2 separate regions of the Mus musculus genome follow, and region 1 is linked to region 2. A link is a contact called in public promoter capture Hi-C data. All regions are on one chromosome and are shown on one strand. The core of a region is the stretch at or near the end of the contact, and the rest is flanking DNA. Distances in the headings are between cores, read along the strand shown. Region 1 holds the start of Grap2 (GRB2-related adaptor protein 2). Region 2 holds the start of Kdelr3 (KDEL (Lys-Asp-Glu-Leu) endoplasmic reticulum protein retention receptor 3).

Evidence for each region. Promoter capture Hi-C pulls out the DNA fragments that hold promoters and counts their contacts.
Region 1: a contact with region 2 is called in a promoter capture Hi-C map of liver, with 5 times the contacts expected there. The contact joins the promoter of Grap2 here to the promoter of Kdelr3 in region 2. A contact is called at or near these places in 3 of 39 promoter capture datasets (hematopoietic stem and progenitor cells and liver) and 1 of 115 datasets of contacts at active chromatin or transcription factors (pancreatic cancer cells).

The regions. Positions count from the first base shown.
Region 1 is chr15:80,569,810-80,574,597 of GRCm38.p6, reverse strand. It overlaps Grap2 (GRB2-related adaptor protein 2), which reads right to left and starts at 2,001. Exons shown (of 8, transcript NM_001289442.1): 1 at 1,857-2,001.
Region 2 is chr15:79,514,778-79,519,676 of GRCm38.p6, reverse strand. Kdelr3 (KDEL (Lys-Asp-Glu-Leu) endoplasmic reticulum protein retention receptor 3) reads right to left here and starts at 3,269. Exons shown (of 5, transcript NM_134090.2): 1 at 3,037-3,269. The coding sequence starts at 3,127.

The DNA.
Region 1 (4,788 bases), core at 752-3,251, 1.1 Mb before region 2:
GTTGCTCAGTTAAGAAACGCTGATGGAATCACACTTAATGACATATTTGTGAACAATTATAGACTTTTCTAGAGCCAGGAAAAGGGGCACATATTTTTTTTTTTTTTTTTTGTTCAAGTTCAGGCCTGAGCTCTTTAAGCTGCCAACAGCAGCAGGTGTTATTCTTTGGGAATCAACAGACACATGGAAATCACTGGCAGCTCTTCCAGAAGGCAATGGTTCCAAAAGAGCAGGCTCTGGGCAGCAGGAGAGATGCGTTTTGTACAAGAGACGAGAAGGAAAATGATTAAGATTTAGAGAAATAATAATGGACCCATCATGCGTTTTCACAGCGCCTTTCCCTAAGGTACATGGTATTTATGTTAACTCTTTTATTCTTATGGTGTCCCTCTGGGGTAGGTATAAAACAATGAAGGCCTGAGACGTGGAAGCTATTGTTAGAAGCAAAGGCATTTCTTTATATTGAATTGATCGATCACCTCCTTCCCCTCAGCTTCAGTAAAGCCATTTTTAAAAGATGAAAGCTATTACAATTTAGGGAGAATAAGATTACAGTTTACTATGTGGGAGACTCTCTGGGGTTGAGTTTAATAGGGTAGTTTTCTTCAGTGATGTGGGGCTGCCTCCTTTTACAGAAAACCAGAACACAAACACAAAAAAATTCTTAAAAAGGGAATAAGTTAGAAGTTTTTTAAAAACTTGGCATCGAAATATACTACTTGCAGGAGGATCTCTGTGAGTTCGAGGCCAGCCTATGCTACACAGACAGGGCAGACAGGGCTACACAGAGAAACCCTGCCTTGGTGGGGGGGTGGGGGGGGGGAGAGGGAGACACTACTTAATAGTGGCTGCTTCTTTCAAGAGGGCCTCTCTAAAATTATACTATGAATATCAAGCTTTGTAGGCCATGTTGATTCACTAAAAGAGACCAGGTTAAACTAAACGTTCTTTCTGAAATCAAAAATGAAGAAGAAAAAAAAAGGGACCCTATAACAAATTAGCAGTTTATAATAAATGGACCCATATGCAAGGCTCTTCCACTGAAGTTTCTCACCCTCCAACAATGTGTGCTCATCACTGCCTTATCCCTGCGGTGGTTTGGAGACCAAGTAGCCCCCCTTAGTCTATCTCTGGATGAGTACTTCTAATGATATACAAAGTGTTCCATATGCCTTATTAACAAGGCTGCACTTGAGGTTAAGTGGATGCAGTCATGGTTAAGTCAGTGAAAACCTGGTCTTTGCATTCCTTTCTCAGGTTCTGAAACAGATGGGGACAAGAGCAGAAACCAGAGATGGTCTTTAAAGATGCCACACAACTATTAATAAAGAGACAAAGATAGACAACACCCTCTCCTCATGTCTTCCCACGGGAAGTTTTCTCTTATTAAAGGAACTCAGACCAGTGTTCTTCGTAAAGAGAGCAAATGCCGCCAGAACTAGCAGTTTGGAGTTGGTGAAAAAATTGAGCAAGTCCTCAGAGTCTGGGCTCAATTCCCTACCACCTGCCACTCCCCGACTTCACTATTGAAGGGGGATTTTTTTTTCCCCCTCTGGGACCTCAACATCCAAGGTCTTTCCCAGAGATCGCTCTGAAGCCAGTTAGTAGAACTGCCGTTTTTTCCCCCATGGGCCCAGTAAAGACCAAGTTTTCTCTAGTTCGTTTGACAGAAGTTGAATCCAATCCCTACTAACGTAAGCCAACTAGATAAGAAGCCTAGGCTGATGGCTGAAGTATTGCCAGCAAAGTTCAGAAAACCAGTAGGACTAGCTTTCATTAGATTTGGCTTACAGAGAACAGAATCTTAAAAGCGCTCAAGGTTTCCAGAGGGCGTGCACCCACGACGCATGACTTACCTTTGGGACGCGAAGAGGTTGAGTTGAGCGTGTATCTCGGCTTTGACAACGAGTTATTAGAATTGCCTTTTGCCAGTGGGAAGATGCATTCAAATGTCAAGTTTACCGCGCCGCCTCAGCCTACAGGTCTGCCTTGTGCTGGTTTCTGAGCACCACACTGAAGCAGGTCGCAAGCCCCAGATCCATCAATACAGCTTCCTCCTCCCTGCCCCTTGCCCTCCTCCAAGCTCCCCCCCAGCCAGTCTGCAGGCAAACCACACAGGAACTAGCAGACACCCTGCTGCGCAGAGCTGGGCGTGAGCCTCAGATTATGTGGTTTTGTTTTCTAGCTGCTAGAGTTGAACCAAAACGCAGGAGGTTCACCGAAACATGCCTGCTCCTATTCGTTTCAGTTTTAACAAAACCCGCCTGCCCCCAACGCTCACATACACATACGAAAACTTCTGAAAACACGCCTGCCCCCAACGCTCACATTCACACAAGAAAACTTCTGAGTTTGGATATGATCCGGTAACAAGCTGCTGCTGGCCTCAAGGAAAAAGCCTGTTTTCACATCATTCCATCCGGAGAAATGCAAAGGCCACTGGGAAAAAGTTAAAGTCTTCCCTGGTCAATCATGATGTTAAAATCTCAGAGAAACCGCTTGCTAAGTGTAGCCAACCCATTTACATAACTCTTAGCTTGTGATACAAATCTTGACCCAAGAGAGAAGGAAGAAAACAGTGGGAGGCTCTCTAAGCCAGGAGTTCTGTTAGTGACACAGACACACGACACAGACACACACTATGGGGGTTAACTAGCCGATAAGCCAGGGGTTCTAAGTCCAGGCTTGCTATGGTCAAGAGTGCAGATCTTTCCTTGGACCCGTGGGACTTCACGTTCTCTTGAGCAAGCTGGACCCAAGGCTCTCTGACAATTTAAGAATCATCATCTCCCTCAACTTCCCCAGTTCTCACCTCCATATTTCTAACTCTCCCTGCCCCCACACCACCTGCAGCCCGTTGAAGTCTCTCTTCCTTTCTCTTTGTTCTTGTATCTCTTGCACAAAAAGGAGACGCATTTCAACTGGCTAAGCAAGGCCTTTAGAGTTTGGAGGCTGGATCCAAGGAGAAGAGGGACATTTCGGGATACCTCCGGCATGAATCTCTGCATAGTTTTTTCCCCATTTGATTCAATTTGAAGTTCTAAGAGTATAACTTAGACTTCATTCCTGACTTCTGAGGCGGTATCTCATTGCTTCTTTAAATGATAAACTTTACTAAAAAGTTATTTTATTTTAGTTTTTGGTTTGCAAGATAGAGTTTCCCGGAACTTGCTCTGTAGACCAGGCTGGCCTCAAACTCAGAGATGTACCTGCACTACCTCTGAGTGCTGAGATTAAAGGAGTGTACTACCACCACTGGGCTTGAAGATTTATATTTTAAAAACCCTTTTCTCATTATAATCTCTCACTTTTTTTTTGAGACATGTTTTCTTCTGTGCTGTAGCCCAGGCTATGCCTAGAACTCTTTGACTTCCAGCTGCAGCCTCAAGATTTGGGTCCAGCCAGCCCCAATGCTGGGCTATAGATGTGTACTACCATGCCTGCCTGATTATGCATTTTAATTGAAACAGGGAAGAAGGAGCCTGGTATAGAACTGGCACATTACTTTGGTCATAGTAGGTGCTCAGTAAATATTCATCAAATGGGCTAGAAGAAGTAATTTGCATCCTTAGTAATGGGAATGCAATGCCCATGGAGACCAGAAGAGTGCTAGGTCTCCTGAAACCGGGGTAACAGACCACAGTGAGCTGCTCAACGTGAGTCTTTACTGGGTCATTTCTCCAGCTTCTTTTCTTATTAATAAAAGTCTGAGGCCTGGAGAGATGGCTCGGCCGGCTCAGCACTGACTGTTCTACCGAAGGTCCTGAGTTCGATTCCCAGCAACCACATGGTGGCTCACAACCATCTGTAACGGGATCCGATGCCCTCTTTTGGTGTGTCTGAAGACAGCTACAGTGTACTCATACAAATAAGAGTAAACAACTCTTTTTTTTTTTTTTAAAAAAAGACAACTTTAAAAGAAAATTCTGTACAATTTTCTTAAAGCTAAGTTGCTTGTGAACAGGATAGCCACTGTTTTCACATTACAGAGCACTTTAAAGATAACACATCACACTAACACTGGCTTCAGGGTCCCACCTTTGTGATCTAAGTACCTTCTAGGGTCCCATCATTACATGAAACAGCTCCACTGCCAAGTTCCAAGGCTCCAAGAGCCCCTGGTCAGTATCTTTCTCAGTGGCAGTTCCCCAAGTCAGTGACATGGAATGGTTGGTTAACCAGGACCCCCTCAGCTTGCAAGGCTGGGGTGTGGGCAGGAAGGGGAACTGGCGAACAGTTCTATCCAGAGCCCCTTAGAAGGGTTTCAGCAGGTACCCTAATATGGAACCCCTCCACTTCCAAGTAAAGAGCAGAGTGCTGACTGGCTGGCAGGAATGACAGGCAGCACAGGCCACCTCAGTACTTTACCTCACATCAGCTCTGTGACTGAAGGAGGACAAAGCACATCGGAACGAAGCAAGACCCCAGTGTGAGGACATCTGCATTTCAGCCTTTGCTGTCAGAAGACACTTAGAAAAAAATAGCAAGTAATTGGGAGGATTCAGGACGTGTGAAATCCCACTTATCCGCAATAGAGAAAATTTCTTTAAAAACCACACTTGCTTAAAAAAAAAAAAAAAAAAGAAAAGATCCAGCAATTCCTTTTGAAGGGTCATCATTCATAACAGAGCTTCTTATGTGCAACCGTGCTTAATTACATTTTAGAGTAAAATATATACTTCTGATTCAATAGAGAGCATTCAGGTGTTCGGTCACTCAACGGAGTTCAGACGCTTTCTCTATGCTTGGCTCTAGGGGCGGGCTAGGACATGACACACAGCCTCTACC
Region 2 (4,899 bases), core at 2,020-4,519:
CCTGGGCCCTGTACTCTTATGGCTCTCCTGCAGGTCAAGGAGATGGCTCCAAGGGCCAGGAACTTCCTTTATCTTCCTTCCTTGCCACGCCCACAATAGCTTCGGCCACACCTTGCCACGCCCACACTAGCCTCGGCCACACCTTGCCACGCCCAACGTTTCCAGTCCCAGTGCTGGTGTCTCTGAAGCCAAGGTCAACTGACCTCACTACTGCTCTCGAGAGCTGCTCACAGAACGTTCCCATCCTTAGCATCCCTCTCCTGGACTCTGTGACATCAGGCGGTTGTGCCTCCCCTTCTATGGCTCTACCTGTCTTTGTCCACAAATCACCCAGCTGCCTGCTGTTCTGTATCTCTGCCATCTCAGCCATCCCTGTGGCTGATGGCTTCTAACACGTGTGCACACACACACATGCACACACACAAACATACACACACTCCAGAGAGCCTCCAGATCCAAGGCTCCTCTTAGTTTTGGCCTGTATGTTCATTCATCTGTCCGCTCCATTTTTCAGGACAATCCCACAAGGCCCCAAAAGTCATCCAAGACAAACCTATCTCCGAATAGCCTTCTCCACCCCTTCTTGGTAAACAGCCCTTCATCCCTCTGCAAACTCATGGCCACCCTTGAGCCTCTCTCCCTCTCTCACACCCCTCCAGTCACCACGCCCCAGTATTCTTTAGCCTCTCTCTTCTCTACTCGGCTACTCTCAGATAGCCCAACAATTGCTGGCCAGCGGCCCCACCCCCACCCCCACTTTCCATTCTCCATCCAGAAACCCAAGGGCTATTTGAAAACAAAATTCTGCTTAAAGCTTTTATGTGACTTCCAAATGTCCTTAAAAGACCCAAAGCCTTGTCCCAGCTGCTGCCTGGGCCATCCTCCCTCCTGGCTCTTGCCACACCCCCTCCAGCCTAGCAATTTGTCTAGATTCTATTCCAAGTGAACACAGGGTCTGCATCCTGTGACCCCTGTAGTGACTCTGCCTTCCTGTGCCCACACTCCCTGTCTCACTCTTCTGGTTGTGACGGGCAGTCTTGGGATGGTTTTTTTGTTTTTGTCTTGTTTGTATGTTTTCGAGACAGGGTTTCTCTATGTAGCCCTGGCTATCCTGAAACTCTCTCTGTAGACCAGGCTGGCCTTGAACTCAAGAAGATCCACCTCCCTTTGCCTCCCAAGTGCTGGGATTAATGGAGCGTGCTACCACTACCCAGTCAGAGTGACATTTTTAATGATGGAGGAGACTCCTAAGGTCTCTCCCACTCTGAAGAACACTGGGCCCAGATACCGGCTGCAGGCGAGTGTGGGCCTCACATTCCTCACTAGTAGTCCTGTTTCCCCTCCCCCCCATCCCCCGCACATGTGATTGGAGCCATGTGACCAAGACCTAGGACCTGAGTAGAGCCTAGCAGGGAGACAGACGAGGCCATAAAGGAACTCCTATAGGGGGTGACACAGATGGGGAGGCGACCTAGACCAGGTGGGGCTGGCTGTGTTGCCCCTTCACCAAGCCCTTGCCAAAGAGGCACCTGCCCTATTAGGACAGTCTAGGCAGCAGCTTCATGGGGGATACCTGGCCACTATATCCTCCAGTCCTCTTAACCTTGTAGGCTCAGGGTTCTACCCATAGTGGCTCCACACATAAACACATAAACACTATCCCTACCAGAAGCCCAGGAGAAGAGAGACACCGTGAGTGAGTCCCTCTGACTGATAGGGAAACAGAAGCCCCAGGCTACACAACTCAGCAGGACAGTGGGACAGTGGCCAGTGTGTCTCTGGCATTTGGGGCTGGCACCAGCTGCCATTTTTCTTTCGCCTACAGCAACGCATACTGATTTGCTCCTCCTGTCGCTTTCTGCTGGTCTCTCAGTAGGTCAGCTCCCTAAGGCAGGGCATTGGGGTATCAGGGCACAGTGTCCCTCACAGGATGAGGGAGGAGGTAACAAGCACTCCCCCAATCCTACCCCGGACCTCTAAAGCAAAGTCACAGGCCCAGCAAGCAGAAGGGCCGTGAGAGACGATCTCTCAGGCAACTGACTACTACAAACCCCCGGTAACGTCTAATTCAGTCCAGAGCCACTGGATCCAAAATGTGTCTGATCCATACTCAACCAAGTCCCTCTCCTGATCAGCCTCCCAGGTGACATCTCAAAATGCTCTCAACCTCCATTTCCGGAGTCTCAAGAGACCTGCTGAGCCTCTGCCTCTGCTCCTACTTCTTCGATGGTTTCCTTCATCCTGGATCCCGAATGTGACCGGAAAAAGCCTTTCACCATTAGTCCATCCTACCTTCTGGATTCCTCTTCCTCCTGTGTCCTTCCCAGGACATGCCCTATGCCCTGTGGCTTCTACGTATTTGCACGGGTGTTCTCAACACCGTACCCTGTACCTTGAGCACATACCCTGCCCATCCTCTCTGTCCACGTAGCCCTCAGCTGCTCTCTGCCTCCCCAGCTCTGGTAGAGTCTGAGCTCACACTCAATTGCATGCCTGGGACAGGCAGGGAACGCTAGGAACGGAGATGGCTGAAAGACAATGGGCAGCTTCTTATTAACCCGGGGACTGAAATCATCAACCCAGCCTCCAGATATTTCCCATCCCAGCAAGGCCGCTAGACCTGTAGACAAATCGCGAGCCCCTCCAACGCCTTCCACTCAGAGCCAGCTCCACATCCCTGGGCCAGGCTGATATCACCAGCTGGCAGGAAAAGGCTCTCTCTGGGGAAATAAAAGGCAGGAGAGAATGAAGACTCGACGACTAAGGCGACTTCAAATATGGTCTCCTCCCAGGGGAAGGTCCCCCTCCACTCCTCGCCCAGCAGCCGTGATACTGCCAGCTGCCCAGTTAAGGATAGGGCGAGAAGCGTGAGGTAGGGCTCTTCATGGAGACAGAAGCCACGCTCCCTCATAATCTCCCGGATCCTCTGATGTCGAAAAACTTCGCTGAAGTTTTTGGAAGCGCGCGCGCCCGGCTTCCCTCTGAGCCTAAGTCCTCACCATGGTCCGGTCCCGCCCCGCCCCGGGCGCCGCTCACCGGCGCAGCTCTTGGACCTCCAGATCTTCACCAGGAGCAAGATCATAGCCAGGAGGTGGCTCAGGTCCCCGAGGATTCGGAACACGTTCATGGTCCCGCCCGCCGCTCCCGCGCCGTGTCGCGCAGAACTTCCCAGGGAACTTTCTGTTGCGCGGGGCGCTGCCACGTCCCCGTCCCTGCTCCTCGCGGTGCCCCAGGCCGGTGCCGCGCCTCCTTGCTGGCGCGCTCCCGCCGCGCGCACCCTTGGCCGCGCGGTGACGTGGCGGGGCGGCCAGGCGCGGGACAGGAGCCAGGAAGCAGCGCTTCTCACGTCCCCACGCCGACAGGCGGGGCAGCTTACACAGCCGCTGCTGGCCCAAGCCGAGCCCCTCCCTCTCTGGTCCTGCGTAGGCACCAAGTGTTCCTCTCATCCCCAGAAACCACAGTCAGGGCCTGGCACTCACTTCAAGTCCTGACTTTCATAGCTCTGTTGGGCCCTGGGTGGTGGAAGCAGGCTTTCAGCCGCGGAAGACCTCCCAGGTTGGAACTCCCGGGAAGTGGTGCTGAAAGGAGCCATCACCTGTTAAACTCTGAGATAACCTGAGCTAGCTCTGAGATAACCTTGTTGATGGTTTCCGGTGGGGAGAGAGGCTGACTCTGAGTCCCCTTTCTGGGCTTCAGTATTGACTACAAGGGAGATGCTAATGGTGTAAAAGAGGCTGAGTGTGTTGGGGATGCCCACCGCCTTCATTTCTGCCCCCCTCTTCTTCATGTGGGAAGACACTGGAAAGAACTTCACTGACCAGGAAAAACTCCAAGCACGGCATAGAGGCAGGCAGGATAGAGTAGGAAGAATCTTAGGTGGGCTGGAGGCCTCCATTGCTATGTGAAGCATCCTCTCTGGGCACAGGTCTATTAATCTATAGCTATGGAACCGATAAACCAAGGGCCTTTCTGCCTTCTCCTTGATCCCAGCCCCCCTCCCTCCTGTAGCTGGTTTCTTCCTAAAGAAATGGCTTCGTCTGGCTCCCTCTGTGTGCAGGAGAGGCTTCGGCAGGATGAAGATCTGTTGCTTACGGTGTTCGCCAACTCTTTCCTGGCCTCCATTGCTTTACCATTACTCCCCGCACAAAGCAGTTCTGGGAGGCTTTGCATGTGACCAGTAGCACTGCCTGGGGGGTGCAGCATGGGGGACCCTGGGCAGCTTGCTGTGAATCTACACACACACACACACACACACACACACACACACACACACCTTTCCTGGGGAGATGAAACACACTTGTCTGCTCACCCCAGATAGGGAGCCCACGACAGCCTAAAGTACAGATAGTACCAATATCCAGCTTCATGAATTAATGAGTTTTGCTGGAGTTACTTAGAGGAATATGGGTGAAGGGTTGCTTACAGGAGCAGGAATGACTCAGAGACAGCTGCATCACCAAAGCCCACCCAGCATGGGTGACAGCTCACCAAGCTGGGAACCTGGAGCTCTTCCCACTGCCTGCAGGCAGCTCAGCAGGTTGGAGAATATCCTTCCCAGGTGCCTCAGTTGGTCTAAATCTCTCGAAGGCTGCTCTTCTTGTTCTGAGTCTTCTTACTCCCTGCTTACTCTGGCAGGGAGGAGCCTAGGGAATCTGCTCAGTTTCAGGGAGTTCCTGAGACTATTCTTGTTGTTGTTTACCTCCCTGCTTAAGGAGCTACCCAGCAGGATAGAATGTTTTAATCTCAGAGGAAGCTTATATAAAACACACAGAGACAAATGCACACTCACACAGACATACGTACACATGGACACACAGACACACACAGACAGACACAGACAGATGCACACACAGACACACTCAGATACTCATACACACATACAGATGCACACACACAAAA